Regions from separate parts of the Gossypium hirsutum genome. Here region 2 is linked to region 1. A link is a contact called in public Hi-C data. All regions are on one chromosome and are shown on one strand. Each heading gives the region's core, a stretch centred on a gene start, on an enhancer-like site or on the middle of the called end of the contact. The rest is flanking DNA. Distances are from core to core; before and after follow the strand shown.

Evidence for each region. A called contact is a pair of places that touch in the nucleus more often than the background predicts.
Region 2: a Hi-C map of petal shows a contact between it and region 1, with 1.6 times the contacts expected there. The contact joins the promoter of LOC121204556 here to the enhancer-like site in region 1. A contact is called at or near these places in 3 of 34 Hi-C or Micro-C datasets (leaf and petal).

Annotation. Positions count from the first base shown.
Region 1 is chrA08:94,521,126-94,524,429 of Gossypium_hirsutum_v2.1, forward strand. No RefSeq gene overlaps it. Among protein-coding and RNA genes, the nearest start is that of LOC107926875, 28 kb to the left of the region's middle. Within about 2 kb of position 1,671, at least 1 of the 9 cell types and tissues checked has an H3K27ac peak or open chromatin away from gene starts, as enhancers often do.
Region 2 is chrA08:94,567,629-94,570,932 of Gossypium_hirsutum_v2.1, forward strand. LOC121204556 (ethylene-responsive transcription factor ERF071) reads left to right here and starts at 1,476. Exons shown (of 2, transcript XM_041074569.1): 1 at 1,476-1,790; 2 at 1,868-2,775. The coding sequence starts at 1,616. The coding sequence ends at 2,574.

The DNA of each region.
Region 1 (3,304 bases), core at 421-2,920:
TTATATCATGTAAGACCATAGCTAAAAGATGCCATAGCATCCTAGATAATTCATCGGGATAATAAACACGGGATAATCTATCGAGACAATAATCATGGGGCAATTCGCCAAGACAGAAAGCGTGTTAACATCTACCAAGACAATTTGCTTAGAAAGAAAGAGTGAAAGACCATAAATCAGTTATAACATCATGAAGACTCAACCGATAAGGTGAACACGAGAGTTTAAAAGGTGTAAATTCTAGGTTCGGTGGTGGTGGTTGGTAAAGATTGCTGAATGGAGTGGATTCTAAGGCTTATTGAACAAGAGGATATATTTAATCAAGGACCGATACTTAAGGATTCGTAGACAAATGGGGTAATTAAGGGCGGTTATGTCCATCAAGGTTATATGGGGCTAAGTCACCCGGGTTGGTAAAAGAAGAAATCTGTTAAGGACTAACCTGGGGCGGGCAGTGCACCAAGAAATAGGGGCGATAAAAATTTAAAACCTAAGGAAATAAATGTCAGACAACCAATGACCAACATTGGGTCTCCCATTCAAGGTTGTGTGAGAAAGAAAATTGGTTAAGGTGTATTTAGGCATGTGTCCCTAGAGAACCCTTACTCTTAAAGAAATTGACTTATACTATAGATAAAGGAGAAGTCAGTCAACTGTAGGCTGTAAGGAAAAAGGGGAAAGCAAAAGCCTTATCGATATAATTTGCTAAATGCCAGGGCTGACCAAGGAGTGGAAAAATTCTTTTAAACCTTCAACCCCTTAATTTTGAATTTTGACATAGGTTTGTTATGTAGAATCTCACTAAATTTTATTGAGCTTATGAATGTCTGCTTAATTGCAGGATAAGGTTGCCATCAAAAATTGAGTGGAGGGTTGAGCTAAATTTCGCCAACTTGGAAGAGAAAGGGAATGGTTGTCATAACATGCGTATAGAGGGGGTGATCTGAGAGGTTATGCCTAGAGGTTTTAGCCAAGCTATAAATTCTTCGAGTTTTACAGTCAAAATTGTAAATGAAGTTGTTAAGCAGCGATTTTAAAAGATGTATGTGCTAGTATAGACTATTGTGTATAGTTAATTTGTTGAGAACATAATTTAAATATGTTAGTCAGTTATTCATAATTTGTATCATCTAGGACCTAGACTCGGAGAGCCATTTGCTCCGATGCTGAAGACAAACATCTCCTTGATTGGACTTGATAGACAACATATTAGTCTTTCAACCGGTTTGCTTATTTCTGGTTAGACTAAGAATATGTTTAGGTTCATCTACTAATATAAGTTGTCTTTCCATATTACGATTCGACCATATAATACTGCTTAGTATTAGTTAAATGTTAGATAACCAATAAGCCAATATTTGATTCCATTTTGCTTTGCGTACAAAAACCATTGAGGACAATATACAAAGGGTATTAATGTAATTTATGGATAATTTTATTAAACCAATTTGTTCTAAAAAAAATACAATTGTACTTGGATGAAAATGCTATACTTAAGGCACCAGATCCAACAACTATACCAATCAAAATTATGTACAATTGACAGAAAATGTTAATACTATAATTAATTATCCTTAATTACTTACTTTCGAAATTAATAGGGATTAAATTGCTCTAATTTTTTTGAGAGGGACCAATTTTCTCAATATCAAAATTAAGAGAGACTGGAGAGATCTTTTTACCTAGTCCTTCTGCTATGTCTAAATTAAAGATTTAATATCTACAATTTATTTATTAAAAAAATTAAAAATTTACAATCAATCTTACTATGATAAGAAAAAAATAATGAAACGTGTCATGTAGGAAAGGCTTAGGAGTTAGGCCGTTTCATATATGGTAGTGTAGATTTGTATTGCTCCTCTTTTTACCTCAGCCATTGTGTTGGGCATGGAGTTTTTATGTTTATTTAATCCTGAGATTGGGCAAAGTTGTTGGCAGTGTTTTAGGCTCCATGTGGATTTGTTGGGGGCAAGTATCTATACTAATATTAAATATTGATTGAATTAATCTTACAATTTAACTTTATATTAAAAAATAAAAAAAATAATTAATAAATAATAAATATAAAAAATAAATATACGATGGGATTTGAACTTAAAATATCAAACTCTCAAATCTTTAACTTCATTGTTAATTTATATAAATTTTTTAAATAAAATTTGTGATTCACTCACCTTGTGAGTGTTTTCTAATCTAATTTAGATTAAGTAGAGTTGAGTGAAACATTTTGAATTAGTTGAATTAATAAGTCGTGTCAATTATAAATCTATATAAATTTTTACCTAATCAAGTTAATTATGGAATTTAAATTTGATTAAATTTATTAAAGTTAAAATAAATATTCAATTAGGTATAATGTCAATTAATTTTTAATCTTTATATTTTTTATCAATTTGGTTTTAAATTTAGTTATTAATCTTTCAAAAAGAGTCAACTCGCTTTATTTTAATAGAAATGTTGACTAAAATGTTAATTTTTTAATAATGTTGGCGTGGCAACTTGTGTGGCAATCTATGTGTACTTCATTTTGACATAATACTATTTGTCTTATATGTCATATTAACAAATAACTTAAAAATTATAAACATATTCACAAATAAAAAAAATTCAAAAAAATAAAAGTAAAAGTAAAAATTAAAAGTTCAAAAAATTATTATGAAGTATTTGTGGCTTGCCATGCGGGCTATCATGTTTAAAAATTTAATATTTTAGTTAGTATTTCTATTTAAAAAAAACAATTTAACTTTTTCGAAAAAGTTAAAGATCAAATTTATCTCTTTTAAAAAGGTTGATGACCAAATTTAACTCAAGAAAAAAAATCAAATTGATAAAATATATAAACTATATTGAACATTATTCATTCAATTATAGGCACATCAATTTTTACGCAACAAAGAAATATCACTTAAAAACATTAGTAACCAATAGAACCAAATACATAATTTTAAATTGGCTTAATGTAAACTTTAATCATTGAAGTATAAAGCTTTTTTTCATTTTGGTCCTTCAAAGTTTTTGGCTCACTTCAGTTCCTCATGTTATCATACATTACTAATTTAGTCCTTAACGTTATTAAATGTTTTTGATTCAGTCTTTTGGACGTTTAAAAAATGGTTGAGATATTTAGTCCATCATACGTTGCCACATGTCACATGATGATGTCATCATCCAAGAAACCTTAAAAATCTTTAAAACATAAAAAAATTCAATAATTATTAAAAAATCCAAAAAATTGTTTTAAAAATTATAAAAATTATTAAAATGGAAAAAGAATTATAAAGTTACAAAAAATATAAAAAAATAA
Region 2 (3,304 bases), core at 226-2,725, 46 kb after region 1:
TTAAATTAAAATAGATATATTAAATCTGAAAAACAATAAATTACAAACATGACTAGACGGCTAGACCTAAAAGGGCATGACAACTTTTAAAAAGAATTAATTTTATATTTAATTTTAAAATAAGAAAAGGCATAAATGTCCTTATAGTTATATTTTTATACTAAAATTTGAGGGTGTTCTTTTATTATCTATATCTATACTCTTTATTTAAAATTTAGATTGAGTTGGTGTTATTCTTAATTAAATTTTATTTAATTGTAAAATTATCAAAATTTCAATATTTTATAAAGTAATAAATATAATTTTAAGGATATTTTTATCCTTTACTATAATTTAAAAAAATATATACACTTGAAAAGATTTAAACTCCATATCTTAAAATCTCTCTTATCTCAACTTTTACCAATTCAACCAAAGCCACATTTGATTCTTATATCAATTATTTTAAATTTGTTACATAAAATTTTCAACCACGTCGTAGATGTGCATAATCTAATTTTGTTAAATATACTCGTATTTAATTAATTTGTGACATTGTCGATTGAGTTTTAACGCAATTAACAGAGGCATTCTTGCCAATGCAGGAGGACGTGGGTTCGAGTGTGCTGAAGTGTATTATCCTCCTATTTATGAGTTGGGGAGGGATTATGGGTAGTTCTAGGCATTATGTCAAAAAGAGTAGATATGATCAGAATTTATAATGATATTAATTTGTTATAAAAATTAATTTGTGACACTAAATTTAGGGGGATTTTAATTTGTGATGCTAAGGGTAAGTTCGATAAACTGAAACATTAAGTACTGAATTCTTACAATTAAATTTTATAAGTGTTGAATCTATATTAAAAATTGTTTGGCAAATTAGTAAATATAAGTACTGAATATAATTATATTATTTGATAAAAGTAAATATTGAGTTTTAGAAGATTATTTAATTTTAATTTTGATCTTATTAATATAATATCTTATTTTATTTTAGATAGTTTTGGATGAAAGATAGAAATGATAATCTGAATATGTCATTTAAAAAAAGTAATTTATTTTATTTTTATAATAAAAATAAAATCTATTTAGTAAGTTCTACATTAAATATAAGTAGTTACCAACCTACTTATTTTATTGAAAATTTTATATTAAGTAAAAAGTTAAAATGAAGATTAAATACATAAATTATTAAATGTTAGAAAATTTTCATTTCATTATACATCCCAACTTTAATATAATGAGATAAAATTTAATATGAATTTAATTAGCCAATTAAATCTTAATTCAATTGATATTAATATTATTATCTCAAAATATGAAAACATATTTATGTTGTTAGAGATTATTGATAATAGATAGATGTAAGTTTTGCAAAATAATAATATGAGGTCAAATTAAAAAAAAGGAAAGTTCCCAGGCCCATCATGTATGCACTGTCACGCACCTTTTTACATTTTCCATCCCTATTTAAACCCCACTCTTCTCTTCGTTCTTCACATTTTAATTCCAAAATTCGCTATAAAACACGTCTTCTTTTTTCTAACACCTCCAAATTTCCCTTAAACCCTTCCTTTTTACCTCACTCAACGCTGCTTTTCAAACCCGCAAAAATAGTTCCCTTCCTTAAGAAATGTGTGGCGGTGCTATCATATCTGAGTTCATCCCGCGGAAAGGCGGCCGCCGCGTGACCGCCGCCGATATCTGGCCTAACTCCCCTTTCGTGAAAATCAATGGCTTTTGCTCTAATCGCGACCACTCAGTCTGCCATTTCAAAAGATCCCAACCCGAACCGCCATCGTCGTTAGGTACCCATTTTTTCCCTTCATACTTTTGCTTTTCGTTTACTTTGGGTTCCTCTGATTGGTGTTTTTTTTTATTGAAGCAGTTGATGAACAAGTGGAGAAGAAACCGAAAAGGCAGAGGAAAAATCTTTACAGAGGCATAAGGCAACGGCCGTGGGGCAAATGGGCGGCCGAGATTCGCGACCCTCGAAAAGGGGTTCGTGTTTGGCTGGGCACTTTCAACACTGCCGAGGAAGCGGCCCGCGCCTACGACCGTGAAGCTCGCAAAATCAGGGGCAAGAAAGCCAAGGTCAATTTCCCCAACGAAGACGACTCCTTCTCCACCCCGTACAATCTGAACCGTTCCACCCACAATTCGAGCCCTTGCGTTTATCAACAGCATATAAACAGTAACTATGGATTCAATTACGATTTGAATGAAATCGGTGGGTACGCAACTGACCCGATCGTTATATCTGGAGATGAAAATAAAGGGTCCGACGACCAAAATGTGAATCTCTGTTACGTCCCTGTGAAGGCTGAGGAACTTGAAGAAGAAGAGAAACGGCGAGAGCCGATGAACAAGGCCGTGTCGGCGGTGGGGGTTCAAGAAGAAAACAATGAAGTGCAGAAACTGTCTGAGGAGCTCATGGCGTACGAGAATTACATGAGATATTATCAAATACCTTATCTGGACGGGGAATCGCCGACCCAAAACGGCGTAGCTCCGCAGGATAGTGTCGTCGGTGAACTTTGGAGCTTCGACGATGACGGCGTTGCTGTTCCGGAGACATCAACGGCTATGTGAGCCGACATTCGTTTACATTTTAATGCGTTTGGGCGTTGTAAATTGGGTGAAAATTAATGATTTTCTGTCATGAATTCGTACCCTTTTTTTAGTTTAGCGTTGATAATTAGGATTTTGGATTAACTTCATGTAATTTTCCCAGATTTGTTTGTGTTTAAAATTGTGAAATACATTTGTAATCAAATGTTTTTTTCCCCCTTATATCTTCATTATATCCTGCAAGAATTTGATTAAACCCCCCCCCCCAAAAAAAAAAGAAGAAAAACTCCGGAAGAGAAAGATGATATATTGTGTTGGATTAATATAATTAATAATGATTTGATTAGGTTGTTTATGGAATGATTACTGTTAATTTTTATGACATTAAAAAGAGTTTATGTGTTGCTAATTCTAGATGAGATTGGCGAACAGCCAAAGAAGCTGGCAAAGGAGAAAGAAAGCGACAACCGACGGGTAATATTCCAAGTAAAAGTGGAAATGGCGGCGCTGTTGGTTTTGGCGCATTATAATCTGTGTCCGAACGAAATGATGTCCACTTGACATGTTCCACTGTAAAGTTCCACGCCCATAGACTTAGGACATATGTAGAAGAGTCGTTAGTTTTCAGCCTACCTATCTGTAAATCTAAATACGTTATGATTTAGAAACAATAAAATTATATCTAATCCACTCGAATTGTGATAGAATATATTGATTTTGCTTTAAAGCTGATATATGTAAATTTGTTTTG